Linked DNA regions of Sus scrofa: region 1 is linked to region 2. Evidence: chromatin contacts called from public HiChIP or PLAC-seq data. All regions are on one chromosome and are shown on one strand. The core of a region is the stretch at or near the end of the contact, and the rest is flanking DNA. Distances in the headings are between cores, read along the strand shown.

Region 1 (3,661 bases), core at 959-3,458, 53 kb before region 2:
TATGCTGGCTTCTACCCTGGGCACTAGAGCCTGGCAAACTTGCCATGGCTAGGCTTAGGAGCGAGAAAGCACCGGGCAGCTCCCACCTTGCAGTTGTGGGCAGAGCACACCGTGTACTGAAGGTGTGAAGCGTTGCAGATCCAGAGGGAGAGAAGGGCGGAGGGGGACCCTAAGGGCAAATGGGAAGGATGGAGTGACATTTGCGGCGACAGATTTCCCCTTCTCTCTCCGCGTTCTAGAAGCTCCCCTTTTTCTCTTTCTCTGACACATACACTTTTCTTCGTCATGTGCAGAAGACCCAGAGAGTGTCTAATAGTCCGACATACACCCCTCGTTTCCCTTGACCCCCCGGCTAACTGCAGCTGCAGGTCCACGCCCCGCCCTGGCTCCGCCCCTTGGCGCCCGCAGCCGAGGGGAGCGTGGTCCCAGGACCGAATCCACGATCCTTTAGCGACATCTGGAGGGAAAATCGGGAAACGCGCTCCCTGCGGGTCCGCCTTTCCTTTACTAACTCCGCCCCCAGGGCGGGACCGACCCCTTCTCAAGGGAGTTAATCGCTGGCCTCTTACCCCAGCGGCTGGCGTTTCCCTAGTAACCACCCGGCGCGACCTGCAGGCGAGCTCCTAGCCAGCTAGAGCTCACAAATTTCTGCCAGCGACCGCTGAAAGCAAGTGCTGAGCCCTGGGTGTTAAATAGAGGCAGTCCCTGCGGGTTATCACGTCTTACATTACAAAACTCTGCAGGATTGAATATTTATAATGGGCATGACTACTTCTGTAATTAGAGAAAATGATAAAGATATAGTTAGGTAAACAAATCAGTTGTAAATACTGTGTTCCAGTAAAAAAATGCAAAAAGGCCACATCGGAAGGGGAGAAAAGAGTATTCAATTAAATGGTGTAGAGTTTAAGGGCCAGTGTGACGACGGGAAATGAGAAAATTTCCAGAAATACTTGAGCAAATGTTCGGCCTCGTCCGGTATCCGGCTCCATCCACCGCCTCTAAACGACCGACCGCAAGAACCAAATCCGAGGGGCAAATTCGCTTCCTAGCAACCTGGACGCCCCAGCCTGGGCCGCACAATTCCAGTTGTGCAGGGACCAGGATGGGAAGGCCCGGCGCTCCACACAAACTGACTCACCGAATGCTATGGACTATGCACTGCTATCCCCATTTTACGGACCGGCACACCGAGGCTCTGAAAGACTAAAAAGTATTTGCAACAGTTTCCGCAAAGGCGGGCTCAGGAGGAGGAACTGCTGGAGGGAGGTGGCTTTCCCTCGCCCCTTCGCCTAGGGCAGTCCGAAGCCCTCCCCACACAGGGACTGTACCGGGTTAAAAGGAATGAGCCGAAGGGGCAAGGCAATGCGGAAGGGCGACCAGGGAGATGTCCTCGCCCGCTGTGGCCAAAGGACTGTGGAACTGCGAAGAAGCAACCGACCCACCCCCGCGGCAGAGCTAGGGCAGCGCAAAGAGGGCTGCACTGAACCGCTGGGGGACCCAGGGAGCGCGGGCAGAAGGGGCGCGGCTCCTTCCCAGGGACGCCAGGTTTGCAGGGGTGGCTCTCCCCGGGCTGAGACCGAGGGCCCGCTGCGTGCCAGGCTCCCTCTCTGTGCCCCCAGCCCCGCGGAGCCGCCAGAACGGCGGGTCTGGCCGTCTGCCTTGAGCTCTGCCCGCTGGCCCCCCGCCTCTCCCAGACGCCTAGTGAGCGAGAGCGAAGGCGCCGTCCGCCGGGGGCCGGATTTCGGGAAGTGCCGTCGGTGGTTGCTGGCAGGAGCGGCCCTGGGGCCTGGCTTCCCGTCTGCTCTCAACCCCGGGGCTCCTGCCCGTCTTGCCCTCGTGGGCAGAAGCGGGTCTCGAGTATCTGTGGGGAAGGGGCTTCAGGACGTCCCCTTTTCTCCTGCCGAATTGGCACCGGGGCATTTCAGAAACGGAGACACCATGGGCCAGAGGGCTCACACTGTAGCATCAGCGGGACTCGGGTGCAGGGGGGCACGCTAGCCACCCCTAGACCCGGCCAGGGACACAGAAGCAGTACCGCCAGGCCTCAGACCCCCCTTATACCCTTTTGAGCCGGTGGCCCCCTCTCTGGTTCCGCCCCCCCCCCCCCCCGCTTTCCGGCCATTGGCTGGCAGGAAGGCGGAGCTGGTCGGATAGGCCAGTACCCAGACAGTGATGGATGGCTCCCCGCTGCCTGGACCACCGCCGGAGTGTATCTGCTCCGTGGCTCTGTTTGGCTAAGGCAGGAGCAGCGAGGCCTGGGAGTGGGTTGGGGGATGAGCTGGAGACCGGCTTAAGGCTCAGACTTTCTGTGCTCTCAATCTCCCTTGAAACTCTACAGAGAAAAAAAATCTTTTTTTTTTTTGTTTTGTCTTTTTAGGGCCGCACTCACAGCCTATGAAGGTTAGGGGTCGAATCAGAGCTACAGCTGCCGGCCTACATCACAGCCACAGCAACAGCAGATCCAAGCAGCGTCTGCGACCTACACCACAGCTCATGGCAACGCCAAATCCTTAATCCACTGAGTGAGGCCAGGGATCGAACCTGCAACATCATGGATCCTAGTGGGATTCGTTAACCACTGAGCCATGACAGGAACTCCCAGAGAAAAAAGTCTTACCCTAATGTCCCGTGGATATCCTTAACTCCAGAACCTGATGTAGGCAAAATTCAGTAGTTTCCCCAATGTAGTTTGCACACAACCCAGTGGACCTTCCTTTCCTTCCAAACTGGGTCTCGTTCTTTTAACAGTATTCATGCATTCCTTTTGTTTGCTCATTTGTTCGTTCTTTCATTCAAGTATTTGAGTATTTGCCAGGAGCCAGGCAGGAGGGAAAGAAAGGGAGACTGGTTAGAAAGTGATTGGGCCCAGCTGGGGCAGTGGGATGGGGTGGGTTGAAAGGAGAGAAGGGATTTGAGAAATATTTCAAGGTAGAAATACCTTTTAAAATCAAACCGCAGGGAGTTCCTGTCGTGGCTCAATGGTTAACGAATCCTTCTAGGAACCATGAGGTTGTGGGTTCGATCCCTGGCCTCACTCAGTGGGTTAAGGATACAGCGTTGCCATGAGCTGTGGTGTAGGTCGCAGATGCGGCTCAGATCTCGAATTGCTGTGGCTGTGGTGTAGGCCGGTGGCTACAGCTCCGATTCGACCCCTAGCCTGGGAACCTCCATATGCCTCGGGAGCGGCCCTAGAAAGGCAAAAAAAAAAAAAAGACAAAATAAAAAAATTAATAAATAAAATTAAATTGTGTTTTTTACCATGACCTGAGAGGTGATAAAAATTCACAGCGTTTGAGACTTTCCCTTGTGGCTCAGCAGTTAATGATGGACTCCCCATCTTTCCCCCTTATAGGGTACATCATCATCCCTGCCCATGCTCACTCCCAACAGCCCTACCCAGTAACAGTTCTGATGGATTCCAAATGAAGGTTTTGCTCTCTTAGGGGGACCGAAGGTAGACCAGACTTTATCAAAAACTGTAAGTCAGGAGTTCCCGTCATGGCTCAGCAGAAACAAATCTGACGAACCAACCAAAAAAAACCACGGAGCTTGTACTTAAGACATGTGTTCTTTCCTATAGGTAAGTCATACTTCAATAAAAAAGAAAAATAAATTAATCAAACAGCTGCCAAATTTTACTCGATTGTCAACATTTGTG
Region 2 (3,764 bases), core at 275-2,774:
ATAACAGCAGTCTAATCATACCAGTGAAGTACCATCCTGCACATATGAATACTAAGGTAACTGACCTCCTAGATTCTGGGCCCAGATTCGTGTTTTTAGTAGCGGGTATAGGTGGATGACAGCCAAGCACATTTCTTCAGTAGGCAGGAGCTAAGAGCTAGACTCTGGGGTCAGATGGACTTGGCTGCTATTTAGCAACTTTCTTGGGCAAAGTCCCTCAATCGCTCTGTGCCTCAGTTTCCCTACATGTAAAATGAAGATGCTAGAGACACTGAGTACAAAGGGGAATGAAGGTAAAACACCTAGCACATGGCAAGGGCTCAATGAATGGTGGTGATCTTCATGTTCATAACATCAAGCACACAAAACAGCACCTGGTAGAGCGCAAACCCTCGATACACAGTTGTTGTCTCATCAGTCCCTTTCACAAACAATAACAAGCACATACATCAAGAGCATACATGTGCCGGAGTTTCCGTTGTGGCGCAGCCAAAACAAATCCGACTAGGAACCATGAGGTTGTGGGTTCGATCCCTGACCTCACTCAGTGAGTTAAGGATCCGGTGTTGGCATGAGCTGTGGTGTAGGCTGCAGACGTGGCTCGGATCTGGCGTTGCTGTGGCTGTGGTGTAGGCTGGCAGCTGTAGCTCGGATTGGACCCCTAGCCTGGGAACCTCCACATGCCATTCAAACGGCCCTCAAAAAAAAAAAAAAAAAAAAAAAGGAAAATAGTAAAAATAAAAAAGGAGAGAAAGCTTTTTTTTCTGGCATAATACAAAAAGCATAGATGCTGGTGCCTGACAGACTTAGGTTCTAATTTCAGATCTGACATCTCAGTAGGTGACCATCTTCAAGGTAAGCCCTTCGCCTCTCTGCGCCTGAATGATCTGATTGGCAACACATGTTACAAACGTTAAGGTAGAAGACGCAGATTGAGTACAGACTTTATGAACGGTTCCTTCCTGCTCCTCTTAGCGAGGCAGGTCTGGGCACAGACGCGGGCACAGAGCAGGGCGAGCGGTCAGCGTCTGAACAGGGACCTTGGGATGTCTGGGCTCCAGCTGTTGGTGATGGGGCAAAGGGCCAGGCCTCCCCCTGACAGCCGGTTGAGCGGGGTGACCCCTCCTACCGAGCAGCTTGCTGGTCTGGATGTCGATGGGCACGTGCTGATGGTCCTAGCGGGAAAGATCGCGGGGGAACCGGGCGTGAGCGCTGGAAGGGAACCTGCCGCTTGCTCCATTTCGCCCGCGCAACCGCCACCCTGCGGAGCCACCACGCAGGAGTCGGGGAGGGCTGAGCCCATGAGAGAGCCGGGGAAGCAGATCAGGGAAGGATGGGCTGAACTGAGTCCAGGGGTCCCAAACCAGCCCCCCATTTTTCCAACTCCTGTCTTCAAACCTGCATCTTTCCTCCACTTCCGCTTCCGGCCAGCGACCGGGGCCCGCCCCGCCTACCACCAATCCAGATCTAGCGTGGCCGAGCTTCAGTTTAGGCACAGACAGGGCTGCTCCGGCCACGTCACCGCCTTCCTCTGAGCCAATCGGGGCGCGCACACCACCGGCCTCAAGCCCCACCCACCCCGGGGCTCCGAGTGGCTGAGCCCGGGAGGGGCGGGAGAAGAGGAGACGGCCAATAGGAGACGCGAGGCGGGCTCACGGCCAGGGAAGGGTGGGGGAGTCAGGAAAGGGCTGCAGCGGCGTCGCGATCCCAGTAGGCGGCGCTCTAGAGCGGCTCCAGGCGCTTCCGGCCAACAAGACAAGGAAGCCTCCCGGCAAGGAAGCCTCCCCGCAACATTAACGCGTCTGCGGGCAGGGTCCTAGCGCCGCCCAGGGTGACCCGGAGGCTGTTGCAAATCCCTTGCCGTCTTGCCTTGCTTTACTGTCCATCGATGGTTTGTAGGTCTCTTGTGCCACGTGTCGCACATTGCTTTCTCCTTCAGTTCATCAAATAGACAACTGTTGGGCAGCTGCTGCTTGTGTGGTTAGGGCTGATAACGGGAGGGAGGGAGGAAGTTCAAGGGAGGCTTGTTATCCCAAAGATAACACCTAAATTGAGTGTTAAAAGAAGAGCTGCAGAAAGGGTGATGTGGGAGGGGTGTTCTGGGTGGAGGAGACTATGCAGGCCACAAACCATAAGAGGGGTGCAGGGGACAACAAACAGGCAAGACGGGCAAAATGATTGTCAGCGACCAGAGCAAAATGAAAATGCAGAGCCCCTTGTTTAAAAATATAGACAATTTTCCAGCGTTGTTGTGAGCTGTGGTGTAGGTCGCAGACGTGGACTCAGATCTGGCGTTGCTGTGGCTCTGGCGCAGGCCAGCAGCAACAGCTCCGATTCGACCCCTAGCCTGGGAACCTCCATATACCGCTGGAGCGGCCCCAGAAAAGGCAAAAAGCCAAAAAAAAAAAAAAGAAAAGAAAAGAAAAAGAAAGATATATATATATATAGACAATTTCAAGAGGGCACAGCTTAGGTCTCACACTCGGGAAGGCAGCCCCCCAGGCAGCCCATCCCCTGTGCAGTGAAATGTTTGAGGCATGGGGTGGCTGGAGAAAAAAGCCTGTGAGGGGCATATCAAAAGATCTCAGGAAGCAACTTGTACTTCCCCCCTGCAGAAAGAGAAGAACCACTGGAGGGTTTTAAGGGTTTGAGGCTTGAGGCAGGGAGGAACGTATACAGGTTGGCTGCACAGAAGATGGATTTGTGGGAGATAAGACTGGGAAACTGTCAGGAGGTTATTAGACAGGAGTTCAGGGTTCACCTGGGACAGAGGCACTAGGAGGAAGAGAAGGCTGGATTTGAGATGTTTTGGAGGAAAATGGCAGTTGATTGGCTGTGTGGGTTTGGGGACTGGAACAGCAAGGATGACACAGAGGCAGAGTTCCTGTCGTGACACAGCAGAAACGAATCCGACTAGGAACCATGAAGTTGTGGGTTCAATCCCTGGCCTCGCTCAGTGGATTAAGGATCTGGCATTACTGTGAGCTGTGGTGTAGGTTGCAGACACTGTTCGGATCCTGTGTTGCTCCGTCTGTGGCATGGGCTGGCAGCTGCAGCTCTGATTTGACCCCTGGCCTGGGAACCTCCATATGCCGCAGGTGTAGCCCTAAAAAGAAAAAAAAAAAAAAAGAAGATGACACAGAGGTGGTTGGATGGGAGTGCCCCCACCTAGGACAGGGATGCAGGATGCTGAGCAGGAGTTGAGGAGGGTACCTCAGCTTTTAAATTGTGGGGCTAGTGGCCCTGGGAGACCCCCAGGTGAGAAAGTGGGCAAGAGGCGCTTGGGTTGGCAGCTTTGGAGTTCAGGGACTGGGGCCACAGCTTTGGAGAGCCACAGGCTGACAGATTTGTGGTCCAGGTGGTGGCTGAAGCTGGGAGAGGGTGTGAGACTGGGCAAGAGGCGTGTAGGCTGAGGAGAGAGGGTGGGCTGAGGATCTCACAGGGCTGGGTGTGCAATTTGCACCCCCCACCCCTTTCCAGGTTGTTAACTCCTCCAGGAGGCTCTGCCTGGGTTTTTCTAAATGACTCCCCTCCCCCTCTTTGCCCCGAGCATCACTTGGGGCTCAGTAAGTTGGGTTTTTTTTTTTTTTTTTTTGGTTTTGGGGTTTTTTTAGGGCCACACGTGTGGCATATGGAGGTTCCCAGGCTAGGTGGTCAAATCAGAGCTATAGCTGCTGGGCTACACCACAGCCACAGCAACACTAAATAGGAGCCATGCCTACAACCTACACCATAGGTTATGGGGACGATGGGTCCTTAACCCA

The links. HiChIP or PLAC-seq counts read pairs in DNA pulled down with a chosen protein or histone mark.
Region 1: a contact with region 2 is called in an H3K27ac HiChIP or PLAC-seq map of alveolar macrophages. The contact joins the enhancer-like site here to the promoter of CDK5RAP3 in region 2. A contact is called at or near these places in 3 of 5 promoter capture datasets (fetal liver, fetal skeletal muscle and liver), 28 of 47 Hi-C or Micro-C datasets (adipocytes, adipose tissue, alveolar macrophages and 18 more) and 2 of 2 datasets of contacts at active chromatin or transcription factors (alveolar macrophages and skeletal muscle).

Annotation. Positions count from the first base shown.
Region 1 is chr12:24,276,253-24,279,913 of Sscrofa11.1, reverse strand. No RefSeq gene overlaps it. Among named protein-coding and RNA genes, the nearest start is that of MIR152, 14 kb to the left of the region's middle. Within about 2 kb of position 2,208, at least 24 of the 83 cell types and tissues checked have an H3K27ac peak or open chromatin away from gene starts, as enhancers often do. A contact at or near this core is called in adipose tissue, alveolar macrophages, omental adipose tissue and 3 more, where this site is marked.
Region 2 is chr12:24,222,022-24,225,785 of Sscrofa11.1, reverse strand. It overlaps CDK5RAP3 (CDK5 regulatory subunit-associated protein 3), which reads right to left and starts at 1,524. Exons shown (of 14, transcript XM_021067091.1): 1 at 1,399-1,524; 2 at 1,130-1,175. The coding sequence starts at 1,404.